Regions from separate parts of the Muntiacus reevesi genome. Here region 1 is linked to region 2. The links are chromatin contacts, called in public Hi-C maps. All regions are on one chromosome and are shown on one strand. Each heading gives the region's core, a stretch centred on a gene start, on an enhancer-like site or on the middle of the called end of the contact. The rest is flanking DNA. Distances are from core to core; before and after follow the strand shown.

Region 1 (6,327 bases), core at 3,487-5,986, 230 kb after region 2:
TCCTGTCTCTTGGTTCCTTTTAGCTTATTTAAGATGAGCCCTGGAAAGGAAAACGATCACTGCGCGAAATGTGACCTCCTGGAGTATCATCTTCTTACAGCAGATATCCTTGACAACAACAGGAGCCTTTCAGTCAGCCAGATTGCAACAGGTTCCAAGTCAGTATACTCTATAGTTCCCATGCTCCTGGAGGACATCATGCAAATTTCTTCTTGGTGGCTGTGAACCTCTCCATGTACTAAAAATCATGAAAGAATTATGTGTTAGTATGCCTGAGAAGGTAATTAACTTATTGGTTATTTAGAATTTTTTTTAAATGGTTATTTAGGACTTTATGATTCTTTTTCCTTTAGGTTTTTATGGTTCATTTCCTACAAAATCTACTTATTCTAGATGGAGATTTAAAGCACATGGTTTTGTGGAGTTTTTTCCTCCTTATATCCTAGTAGGAAACCTATCAAAAGATAAAGATGCTTTACGATAAGCTGTTTAGAGAAAAAAAAATCATCTTGGCACAATACCATTTGGCTGATTCTCAGAACCCACCTCCATAATGGGAACAAATCCTATTGACATAAACAGGATTATATTGTACATACATCCTGTACATACATGTATCTGTAAACATTCATGTGGGTTACTTCACCTTTCTCTTCTCTGGAACAGGAACTAGAAATGCAGAAGTACAATAATACATACCTTATCATAGCCTTCCAGTTCTCGAAGTTTCTTAATTTCAAAAAGGTTGCCTTCCACAGCAAGCAGACAGATCTGTGAATCACTGAGGATGCTCTGTGGAAGCATACTGAGCTCAAGACAGTTCTCCTCCAGACGAAGAACTTTGAGACGAGGACAAGAAGATATCTTCACTGAGATCTGAGCTATCTGTTGAACAACAGTTTTTTAAAAAGGATAATAAGGAAAAGTACAAGCACTATAGTGATTATTTTTTACTAAATTAAAACAAAAATCTTTACTTGACTATTTGTCCTAGTTCGTTCTTTTACCACCCCCATTTTCTCACTACCCACTCATTCCAGAAGCCTCTTGTGTTACCCAGCTTCTGTTACTACTCCTCCAGTTTTTTGGGGGGAAAACTTTTGAAGGTCACCAGTGGCTTTTTTTGGAGAAGGAAATGGCAACCCACTCCTGTATTCTTGCCTGGAAAATCCCATAGATGGAGAAGCCTGGTGGGCCCCAGTCCATGGGGTCACAAAGAGTCGGACACGACTGAGTGACTAACACAACACACAAGTGGCTTTTTGGAAACAAAACTCTGATAATAAAAGCACTGTTCATTTCATAAAATTTGAGAATCACGAGTTTAAAGAAAACAGCTGCCTGTAATCCATCACTGTAAACATTTTGGTAAATTTACTGACAATCTTTTATATGTATGTAGATGCCAACCAGTTTTCTGCCAAAGTCAAGGATTCATTGACCTCATTCCCTGTTGCATTTGACTGTGCTGTCTATTCTTTCCTTGAAACTCCCTCTTACACATACTAAGTGCTGTGGGGTTTTTTTCCCCCTGTTTTTTGAATTATTCCTGATTTTTGGCTTCCCTTCTTGTCTCTATGGGCATTTTTCAAGCAGCAGTCCCTAAGTACTTAATATTTGATTTTTCTAAACTTTCTCCTAGGAAAGTCTGTTCATTCTTAAAGCTATCCCTTCTGTTAAACTATGTGTCTACATCCATTTCTGCTCACCTCTATTTCCTCTCCTGTCTCTGATTTTCAATAAAATACTTTGGATGCTTCAGCATCGTGCCCATTCCCAAGAGCACCACTCTTCTTTTAGCTCTTGAGTGCAGTACCAAGCAGTTATCTTTGACTTACTCACCTCTTCTGCCCTTTAAATGTGCCAAGTCACCTAGTTATATTTACTCAGTCTAGTAATCATCTCAGACCTTCACTGGGACCTAGTTAAAACTCAAATTCTCAGGCCCTACCTCAGACCTACAAAATCAGAAACAATGAGTATGAGGGCCCCATGATCTCTTAACCAGCTGTCCAGGTTATTCTAATGCACACTAAAACCTGAGAACCACTGATTTAATTGAGCATAGGAATGTAGAGCAGGTGTTCAACTTGCTTAGCCAATTTTTTCCCCAAATATTCAGAATGTTTTCCCCAAAAGCTCAAGAACATAAAAGAATAACTACTTTAAGGAAAAGATAAGACCAGTCCCCTCAAAGACTGAATTTCATCCTAATGTAAGGTCAATACAAGCTAGAATAGTTTGACCAGTAAAACTTAACTGCAATCTTTGGAATGTCCTACATCTCTGTGCTGTCCAATATGGTAACCACTAGCCACATATGGTTACTGAGCTATTGAAATATGGCTAGTGCAGCTGAAGAAATGAATATTTTTTAAGTTTAAATGAATTTTAATGGCCATGTAGCTACTGGCTAGTGTAATGGACTATGCAGATTTAGAAGCACAGTCTAGAAAACTAAAGACGACCTGGTCTCACTATGATTACTATTTCATCATTTGTGCTTTAGATCAGATATTGTTTCTCCAGTCAGATACATGTTAACCAAAGAGCTTCTGAAGTTAAACAACTTTAAAATACTACAATTAAAGCTACCCAACAAAGAAACAAGCGATCTACAGAAATCTATCACTGATGGTTTTTCAGCAAAAGCAGGATACACTTGACATGTCAAAGAAAAGACAAGTGAATGACCCCTGATGTCCAACTCTGAGAACTTACTAGTTTAAGCCTCTTTTCTACTCTATCTTCCTGACATAGTTCCTAGATAGTTCCCTGACATAGTTGCTAGATAATCAGAAGTATTTGAGGATTACCTGAAGAACTCAAGGTTCCTGAGACAGGTTTCAGTTTGGATATTACCTCCCATTATCTATCCCACCCTCCAGAGAACACCTACACAACAAACGCATCCAGTGTCTCAAACAACTTCATGGTATGTTGGGCTCTGACATTAGTCCGGTCCATAGAATATATCTCTCTTTTAGCCTCTGATACCCCTCTCCATGAATATAGTGTAAAGAACAATTGGCTATTCAGGAGACTGCAAACCGACATAACACATTGTAGGAAAAAAAACTGTTAAGCTCTAGACCTGGTTCTGGTTGAGGTTAAGTTCGATGACTTGCAGCTCCCCGACTATGTCAGGTATGCTCCGAATCTGGTTCTTGGAGAGATCCACTACATCCAGGTGCCGCAGGCTACACAGCTGCGGTGGCAGAGCTCTCAGCTGGTTCCCGGAGAGGCTCAGGGTCTTAAGGGCAGATAGTTGCCCAAAAGTAGATGGCAGCTCTCTCAACTGATTGTTGTTTAGGCTTAGTGTCTCCAGCTTCTTCAGATTGCATAACTCGTCAGGAAGAGCAGCTAGCAAAGAAAAATTAAAAAACCTGAATCTGATACAACTGAAAAACACCTTTGATGAAGTTTTTAAAAAAAAAACTATATGGCAGTCTGTTACGCCTCTTGTTAAATATACATAGGCTTTTCACATGTTGCCCCATTTTTAAGTATTGCATCTTTACCAACATAGTCTTCAGCAGGTGAGGGTGCCATCAAAATGCAGGAAAACATTATGTGTATAACAGTCTCCTTTTGTGAAGAAGCCACTGCACAATCCCACAGCAGTTTTGTGGGATTGGAAGGCCCTCTCCTTCCCATACTATCTGCCCTTCCAAATTAGCAGCAAAATTAACTCTGTTTACAGTACACTCCAAAGATAGTCCCTTTCAAGTCCAAATTAACTTCCTATCAATCATTACCCCACCAGAGGAGGTTTATAGATGTAATTACAAGAGACAGAACGCCTCGAGGATTCTGCCGTTCTGCCGCGTCTTGAGTTCCCGGAATCTTGTAAGAAAAAAACAAAAAACAAACAAAAAAACCCACCTTTTTTGATGTTGTTAGGTTCTGATACATTTGCTTGAATACCAGTTTAATAACATTATACTCCAAACTCTATTCCAAGAGAAAAACCACCCTTCTTAAAGCCGATCACTAGCAAAATTCCCAGGAGCAAAAGCCATACTTAATTTGTTATTGTTCAAGGAGAGGCTCTTCAGCAGAGTGAACTTCCCTATGACCACAGGCGGTAGATTCTCAATCTTGTTGTTGGACAAGTCGATGGTCCTGAGATTGCTTGTCAGCTTCTGCAACTCTGAGGGGAACTGAAGGAAGGGGTTCTCAGACCAGAGCATCTCTTACCTAAGAACTTCACCGCCCGCCGGCCCTTACCCTTTACACTCCGGTCGGATCCCTCCCAGTTCTCACCTCGGTCAGCCCACGGTCTTTAAGTTGAAAGACACCAGTTTTCTGCGCGGTTTCCACATGAGCGCGGAGGGCACTGTTTCCCATTCTAGCGCCAAGGCTCAGGTCCCTGCGGGAAGGAAGTGCAGCTGTCACTAGTCGGTTCTAGCCGGCACCCAGTCACCCCGTCGGCCTCCCGGCTGCGTCTCAATCCCCAGCTGTCACCTCCTGCCGATCCCGGGATCTTAGAGGCCAGCTCAAGAGTGGCAAGAAAGAAAGAGAAGAACACCAGGCCCTGCCGATTTTGCAGCTGATTCGAGGCGAGACGCTGCTAGGAGTTGAGGAACGATCAGGGACCCCCCCGAACTCGCCTCCTACAGCTCAGCTCACGGCTGGTTCGGCAGGGGAAGACCCGGGATCCGCGCTCACTGGGATGCGCTGCCCAGGCTTCCGCACGGGCGGAAACGCCCTGTGACGTCATCGAGGCGCGCGGTGCGTTCCACTCACTCTGCGCGCCACCCAGGAAGGTGGTTCCCTGCCATGGCCGCGGCGAACCCCTGGGACCCGGCCACCGCGCTAAACGCTGCTGGGCTACTGCTGGGCCATTTTATTACATCGGAGTTGGTCACTCAGGTGCGTGGGGACGATTGCGTCATTAAGGAGGTGTACCCGGTGGCGACAGAAGCTGGCTGTGAGGTGGTGGTGCTGGCTGCCAGAGTGGGTGTGAGGGTGCCGGCTGGAGGCCGATAGGGCTGCTTGCTGGCAGAAGTGACTGGTCCGCGGTGGGTTATGCACAGGTGGGGCTCTGAGTAGATGATCTTTTAAATGTCTGGCAGGCGAGATATCTCAGGTCAGTTCGTGGGCGATAATAAAAACTAATGTTTCCCCGCCTTTTTTCAATCCAGTGATAACCGCCTCTAGATTGTATGGGTGGCGGGGTTGGGAAATAATGGGTAGACAGTTAAAACGGACGTTCCCTAAACGATGCTCATCGTGTAAAATATTGAAATCTTACGAAGCGCTGGGTCCGGGAGGGCACCAAGGGAAGCAAGCATCTTTACAGTCTAGGGAGTCGGGGGGCTGAGGGGTGGGGAGGGGGTTATTGGCGAGAAAGACCCGAAAGGCCTGGATATGAATGGCAAAACATAACCACAACACTCCCCAGTTCTCCTCTTCCTCACTTCTGTCCTGTGTTTTCTTCCTACCAACTTGTCTAGGGCTCTGGGAGATAGTGAAGGACAGGGAAGTCTGTCATGCTGCAGTCCTTGGGGTCACAGAGTCAGACAGCTTGTTTAGTCCAGTTCTGTAACAGAGTAATTTGATAAATTCATACTATAAGACATTTGAGATTTGTCAGTCTAGAATGTATTGGTAGAAGAGAAACCAAGGGAGTAAGTCTCTGGTGAGTTAGGCTGCTGATTGCTTTGGGGAGGATCATCCTTGTGTCCTTCAGGTAAGGCTAATTAGACATACTTGTTTTTGCCTACAGGTAAGATCTGTCAATCCATAGCTCCTTAAGACCATCTTATAATCTTACTACACAGCTAGATCCAATGAGGAAACTTCTCAGATTTGTAGCATGGTTCTACTTTAAGCAAACTGTACATATGAAAACCTGTTTTTATTATAAGGATTTATCCTTCTTTCAGAATGATGTATTATATGATCCCTTTAAACAGTCTATCCATTAAGTACACATCATCCCATGTGTGTTAAAAATTAAGAGCGATGCTTAAAACTGTGTGATGTGATATGATACAACGCTTTTAGAAAATATAGCTTATTGAAGCTTTGTTCTGTTTTGATCTATCCATTGGAGAATGGTTTAGTGAAAGAAAGGTAAGGTTAATTGTCTATAGGATAATAAGGGATACTGCTTTGGCTTATGCCCTGTTGTTGTTCTTATTCTGTGACCCCAGGGACTGCAGCCTGCCAGTCTTCCCTGTTCTTCACCATCTCCCAGAGTTTGCTCAAATTCATGTCCATTGAATTGGTGATGCTATCTAACCATCTCATCCTCTGCCATCCTCTTCTTCTTCTGCCTTCAGCCTTTCCCAGCATCAGGGTCTTTTCCAGTGAGTCAGC
Region 2 (7,078 bases), core at 383-2,882:
AGAATTTATGTTGAGTATCAATTATCAGAGGTAGAAAATAGGTAACTTAAAAGTTTAAAGATCACTCAAAAACTCGAATAAAAACTTCATGAAATGCAAAAACTCACATTTCAGGAAGATAGTGGTATTTTTGAAGAGGATCTTTCCAAAACTAAAATAATTTTTCGCCTGCAAAGATAAAGGAGAGATAATTAGCATAAGAATCACTTTAATTCCAAAGGCAGAATATAACTGAAACAAAAACATAAATTTATAAAGTGTTGAAGTTAGTTTTCTTCACACACACACACAAGGCATCAATATCCTTCCGTTTAGTAAAATCCAATCATAACAAAACCGCAGGATTTTGCTGCTTGGTGCAGAGACATGATTTTTTTCCCCCACAGGTCATGAAGCAAGGACTCTAGAAGGAAGGCTGCTACAAATCCTAACCTAACTTCAATCTTCCTGGAAGGTATTTCTTAATCAGTTAATTCCCTTTACTCACTAATCACCATCCAGAATAACCCTTCAGTGCTTCAAATAAACTATTCTATATGCAGAGAGCCAGATCTAACTATCAACCATTTTACAAATAACATGTAAATACCTAAAACTGAGAGCCTGAAGATCACAAAATGACCAAAAGCTGTAATTCTTGCCATATCAAAAACTCAAATAAGATTTAGGTACTATGACCAGTGAGCAGAGCAGAACAAAAGGGCCACTGTGGTTTTAATAAGACTAACGCTTTTTGGCATTTCCAGCCAGCACCTGATTTGTCGGCTCACAGGACTACAGTTCTTACTCAAACGGGGTTTCGAAAGGGTGATAAAAGGCAGAAAGGATCAACCAATCTAGTCAGTTGTCCTTAAGAAAGACTTAACTTACCATAAGAAATTTTAGCATACTGCTTTTGAACATTCTCATGTTAGAATACATCATTTTAAATGCCTGGGCTTCCCAATTACATGGCAAAGCTTATATTAACCATTTCAAAGTCCAAACGAAATCAACCAACTTCGTAAGTAGAACTATCCATTAACAAAAAAGTGAAGAGAAAAAAACAGAAAGATGTCTATTTACATATACCTCTCATCCAACCCGAGGTCACAAGATTCTGCAAAACTTCAGCTGAAAGAGAAACCATTCTCCACCTACACCTCAAGTTTACACGTCTCCAGTCTGTCAATGAAAAGTTCTCTGACTCTGCTAACAAGAAACCGATCCACAGCCACTCTCCGCTCCAGAAATGACCCTGACATTCCTGCTAATCTACCCACAGAAGCGCACGGCTTCCCGCTCCAGGAAGGTGAGTCCCCGTTAAGGCAGCTACACCGACGCTACAGGCAATCCCACCCCTTTGGAAGCGGACTTTTGTGGAACCTTCATGGACTCCTTGGGCCGCCGTAGCCCCACCCCTCGTTCCTCCAGTCTCAGTTGCTCCTGAAGTGAACACTCACCGACGGTATCGGAATGTGCCACTTGGATCGCCCGGCAGCAGCGACAGGTGCCGGCCCTACACTGAAAAGCGACAATGGGGACGTTCGAGCGCCTAGGAGGAGAAGAATGACAGGCACCACCTGAAGCCACGCAGCCACCGCCATCTTCACACCCGTGGAGTGCCTATCGAGAGCATTTCGCCTTCTTCCGGTTCGTCTCGCCCTCTTCCGGCTCCGCTCTGGGGGCGGGATCATCCGGGTCCTCACAACCCCTGGGGGCTTGTTTGTTTTGCGACTCAGTGGCCCCGCCCTCAGGCTGTCGTCACGGCTGAGTGTGAGGCTTAGAACCTACTGCGCATGTGTCGTCCTGTCACACCCTAGTCACCTTGGATTGTTAGGATGATCGCCAAAAGCTACCACTGAGTCTGTCGGCCCTTCTCTGTCCTAGCCCTAAAAGGGTTTGGGGACCAGGGAGGAACACAGTGTGGCGTTTGGCTTTCTCCTCCTTCCGTTCGTCCCAGTCCTCGTCCCTTCTGAGTCAAAATCAGCCGCTGGGGCCAGAAGTCTGGGAAAGCCGTAAGTCTGGCTGCTTATTTAGCGTGTAGTGGTGAGTTCTTGGTTGCCAGAAGCATTTAAGCAAACACTGGAGTTTGGCAGTAGTGGAGTATAACCGATTCCTAAAATAGATGGTGTAGTCGATAACCCCTGTTAAAAGCCCCTTCTAGTCCAGAAGAATATGATGTAGCGTTTGGCAGGAAAACATCAATCTCCAGCAACAACCGGCCGGCACTTCCTACTCAAAACTAAAAGTCAGGAGAGGTCAGGTCAGTTTTCAGTATCTGTGGCGTGACCCTCACTGAGGTAGATGTGCGGAAGCCTCGCTGCAATCCCGCAGGCCAGCTCCACTTCCAGGTTCTCACGCTCTTGATTTTCATCCTCTAGGGTTCTTTGAGTACACGCCTCCTCCGATGCAAAAACCTTTTTCGGTTCCTAAGGAAGGGAGCTCGTCACCAACCACTCATAACCAAGAAAAAATTGCCAAATAAATCTCTGTAGAAACGCTAGTTGGAGTCTAGAAATCCCAGGAGAAAGTGTCGATTTGTCACTCCTTAAGGACCTGCAAGTCCGAGAAACTTGGTGGTGAAGCGCTGGTTATTTAGAAAGACTGACAGTCTAAAAGACCGCCTGAAACCCGAGACCCTGTGAGGTGACTGGGAAGCCATGGAATCAGCTGAGAAAGAGGAAATCAGGTAAAGGTCCAGTGCTCCGGCAGGGACTGACTCCAGGGTCCGCAGAGGCAGGGGATAGATAGTACCTGAAAACAGCATTCTGGATTTGAAGATTTTATTGATTGATTGATTGCATATCTTATTTGCCTGTTTTATGTTTGTGTACTTAATTTCTATCTTTCTCAATTCCCCAGGGAGTGCTCGCTTCGGCAGCACGTATACTAAAATCAATTCCCCAGGGAATTAATTGATATTAATAGCCCCTTATGAAATACTTGCAGGATGGTTAACAAAACTGTGATCGGAACTCTTAATACATGAATTTCAAACATGCTGCTTTCCAAGTTCAGCTAAATACACCTCTTCCTATATCATTGCAGAGTTCATTCTTCAAAACTGAAAAGAGATTGCAAATTTCTCTAATCTTTACACACTTGATTAAAAGAAACGGTGACAGAGATTGAGTCAGTGAACAATTTGATTACTTCCGTGATAAACCATGACCAAGGGTATTGTCTGGGCTCATTTTCATAATATTTTGAAGTTAGTGTTCAGTCATAACTTCCTACACAATCATGGACATGCTTATTACAGATGTGTTCATTATGTGTCTCCATGAAAAATCACTGGTTTTATTTCTTTACTTAGAGCCAGTAGTTGTTTTAATTGGTATATATTAAATACATATACTGAAGTATATATACATCTTGATCATGTTCTCTTCCAGAAACAGCTTTTTTGGAAACTCAGTTTTAAAAAACATTGGCCCCTAAATTGTCAGCATCATCTTAAAAAGCAAAAGATTTTCCTTCTTCATCTGTTTGTATGCTTATTCTAGCACCTTACACATACCTCTGTTACAGCATTTGTCAGATTGATTTATGATGTTGGTTAGGATCTCAAAGAAAGCTTGAATACCATCCTTCATATGTTCCTCACAGCCCAACACTAAAAAAGAATATTCTGAAAGTACTTTGTTGAATAAATAGGTGGGAGGGTTGTTTTTATTGGTTTGGTTTGAGGTTTTTTGTTTTTACTTCTTCAGATTTTATTGTATTAATCATAGCCTTCAGTCATTATTTTTAAAGAACCCTTTCTCATAAGTGACAGTACTCTTTTTCTTTTGCTTTCAAAGCAATCCCAGAGCTTCATGTTTTGTTGTCTACCTTGGGTGGTTTACAAAACAATATTGTTCTGCAGCAAACACATTATTATGTTATGGCCTTGACACAATTTGGTATCACAGTGATTTGTGTCCCATGTTTATATTATAGTTAGAAAAGTTACAAAAATTGGATTCACACACCCATTGTAAAACAGATTTCTTAAAATGTCTTTTTATTTAGTGTTGAAGATGAAGCTGTGGATAAAAACATTTTCAAAGACTGCAGCAAGATTGCTTTCTACAGGTAAGGAGAGGAAGTGTATGACCTAGGCAAAACAGTTCTGAAAATATTTCGAAATTGATGTTTATTAAATTTTTCAAAACTGATAGACTTTCTGAGGAAAGAGTCAGTTAGGAAATTCAGTGATCAAAGAGTTTATTGACAGGAGATTTTGACTTTTACTACTTTAACTTACCCTTGTATTATTTTATAATTAATATGTTACTATTAATTATAATTAATTATATTGTATAGTTATATGTTGTAATTAACATTACTATTTTAATAAATCCACTATTTTATTTTTAAAATCAGTGTTTTTAAACTAATATTAAATTTTTGAATCTTTGAAGAAATAATAATTTTACATGGTTCAAAAATCAAATACTATGAAAAGAAACACATTGAAGAGTTACTCTCATTCCTGTCCCCTTTCATTCCATTCCACACCTTCCCTGTAAGTAATCAGGTTTATTCATTTCTTCTTTCTCTTTCCAGTATTTCTTTTAGTGAATGCATATATTCTTTTATCACAACTATGCTTACACCATATAGCTTTCTATCTATGCATGTATGATCAGTCACTCAGTTGTTTCTGACTCTTTGAGACCCCATGAACTGTAGCTCACCAGGCTTTTCTGTCCATGGAATTTTCCAGGCAAGAATACTAGAATGGGTTGCCATGTCATACTGCAGGGGATCTTCCTGACCCAGGGATCGAACCCATGTCTCCTACCTCTTTTTTCCCCTGTTTAATAATCTATTCTGAAGAGTTCTGCAAGAATACATGGAGTTTGTCCTTTTCACAGCTGTATAGTATTCCATTGGGTAAATTATAATTTATTCAGTCTCTTTCCTCTTGCTAGACTTTGGGTTGTTTTCAGTCTTTTGCTATAATGTCACTGCCACAGTGAAAAGCTATACATATCTCAGGACTTCCCTGGTGGTCCAACAGTTAAGACTCTATGCTCCCAATGCAGGGGGGCATGGATTCAATCCCTGTTCAGGTGATCCCATGTGCCACATGGTATGGTGTGGCCAAAAAAAAAAAGAAAGAAAGCTATGCATATGTCATTTCCTACACATGCAGGTCTATTTATAGGATGAATTTCCAAAAGTGGGAATTCAAGGGTCAAAGAATAAATGTGTTTGAAATTTTAACTATTACTAGGTATCCCTCCATAAAGATTATGTCATTTTGTACTCCCATCACCAATATATGATTGCCTGTTTCCCCAGAGCCTCAACAAATATTTCTTTAAAATCTTCTTTTTTTTTTTTTTAGTGTCTGCCCCTATGTGGTCCTAACACTGAAGTCACCAAACATATCATACAACTCTTCAATTTATTCACACTACTCTAGAGGCAGAAAAATCATATCATTTTAGTTCTAAACAGGTACCTTAGAAGGAATTCTATAGTGAACTCCTGGTCACCTTGTCAAACCACTAGATTATATTGGATTTCCACTAGAATTTATTAATAAGTTTCTATTAAAGTGTACATTTCATGAAAAGAGGGAGAGAAATCAATGAGCTAACAAATGTCACCTATGAAAACTGCCCCTTGGGATTGATTTCCATGGTAGGCCAGTGGTTAAGACTTCATGTTCCCAAAGCAGGGGACACTGGTTCAATCCCTGGTTGGGGAACTAAGATCCCACCAAAAAAAAACTGCCCCACCTTCTCAATAAAGGGGACAAAATACCATCCTTGAGCAGTGTTATTGTGAACAATTTTACTAGTACTCTTTTATTTTGTTAATTGTATTAGCAATCTTATTAATTTTATTAGCTCTCTAAAGTACTTCTGTTAGTGCTTTGTTGAGGTACTAATACATTGCCTGTGCCCAGTTGACTTATTATTGAAGTGAATTTTAATAACTTCCACATGGTGTGATATAGTCTTTTGGAGGCTGAGTCACAGATCATTCTCAGGCATCTGTATCTATCTGCAGGCGTCAGAAACAGCTGCTCTCCAAGAAGTCTACCTATCGAGCATTACTGGACTCAGTCACAACAGGCAAAGACAGTTCCAGGTTCCAAATCATCAACGAACCAGCAAAGGTGAGAAAAAATATTTTCTACAGAGAATTCTTTGTTTCTTTATTTATTTGGGTTGAATGAAGTGAATTTCTACAAAGCCTAGATAAACTATGTTTGCTTTAAAAATAAACTTTGTGAGACAAGTCATGCTATCTCTTTACTATCTACACAATGTTATTTTAAAAGTAATATGCCTGTCAACATATAGATTGCCTTGTATCAGATGCTTTCTTAGATGTTTTACAAATATTATTTCCTTTTAATTAACCTTGAGAAATTATCTAAGAGGTACATTGCATTGTCCCCAATTTTTAGATAAGGAAATTGAAGTCTAAAAGACCACCTGCCCAGAGTCATAGTTAGTAACCAGAATTTTCACCTGTGACTGTAGACTCTGTCAAATACCTGTGCTCTTTCTATCACTGTTAACACAATTTATACTTAAGGTCCAGATTCAGTGAATGTCCAAACCTCAAAATGTGATTGAACAAGAGGAATGATGGTATCTGCTGTTGAATAAGTCTCAAATGTTCCCTTACCCAAGCTGCTTCACTCACAGATCACCACAGTTCTTACATACTGAAACATCAGAACAGTGTCCTAAGTGCTTTTTCTCATCTGTCGGGTTTTCACACTGCTTCCCATGGACCAGTCACAGAGGAAGTGCTGTGGGCTGAGCTCAGAAGTGTGGTTATGCACAAGTAGCTGATGCTTCCAACCTGACCCTCACTTCAGATATTTCCCCATCTTCTAAAGTTGTCCTCAGCTTCTAAGGCCTCCCAGACCAATCTGGTTTAATTGGTAATTCACTGAAGAACATAGGTAAAGACATGCAGTCTCGGTGCTATGACAGCTTAGATAGTAACTCCATCAGCTCACTAACAAATCCCAGTTCTGCGGAGCAGACTGAGAAGTCATCCCCACTTGCACTGCAGCAGTGTGAGCAAGCTCCCTGTGGTGCTGTCACATGTTGTATAGCATTACACCAAGGAATCCCCT

Evidence for each region. Hi-C and Micro-C count contacts between places; a contact is called where the count stands out from the background.
Region 1: a contact with region 2 is called in a Hi-C map of muscle, with 3 times the contacts expected there. The contact joins the promoter of HAUS2 here to the promoter of TMEM87A in region 2. A contact is called at or near these places in 2 of 3 Hi-C or Micro-C datasets (blood and muscle).

Annotation. Positions count from the first base shown.
Region 1 is chr7:36,661,381-36,667,707 of mMunRee1.1, forward strand. It overlaps HAUS2 (HAUS augmin like complex subunit 2), which reads left to right and starts at 4,737. Exons shown (of 7, transcript XR_010663965.1): 1 at 4,737-4,875. It overlaps LRRC57 (leucine rich repeat containing 57), which reads right to left and starts at 4,732. Exons shown (of 6, transcript XM_065941336.1): 1 at 4,614-4,732; 2 at 4,267-4,372; 3 at 4,025-4,163; 4 at 3,095-3,363; 5 at 700-885; 6 at 1-238. The coding sequence starts at 4,723. The coding sequence ends at 197.
Region 2 is chr7:36,433,676-36,440,753 of mMunRee1.1, forward strand. TMEM87A (transmembrane protein 87A) reads right to left here and starts at 1,633. Exons shown (of 20, transcript XM_065941378.1): 1 at 1,443-1,633; 2 at 108-168. The coding sequence starts at 1,586. It overlaps GANC (glucosidase alpha, neutral C), which reads left to right and starts at 1,502. Exons shown (of 25, transcript XM_065941370.1): 1 at 1,502-1,632; 2 at 2,364-2,671; 3 at 3,997-4,059; 4 at 5,992-6,100. The coding sequence starts at 2,643.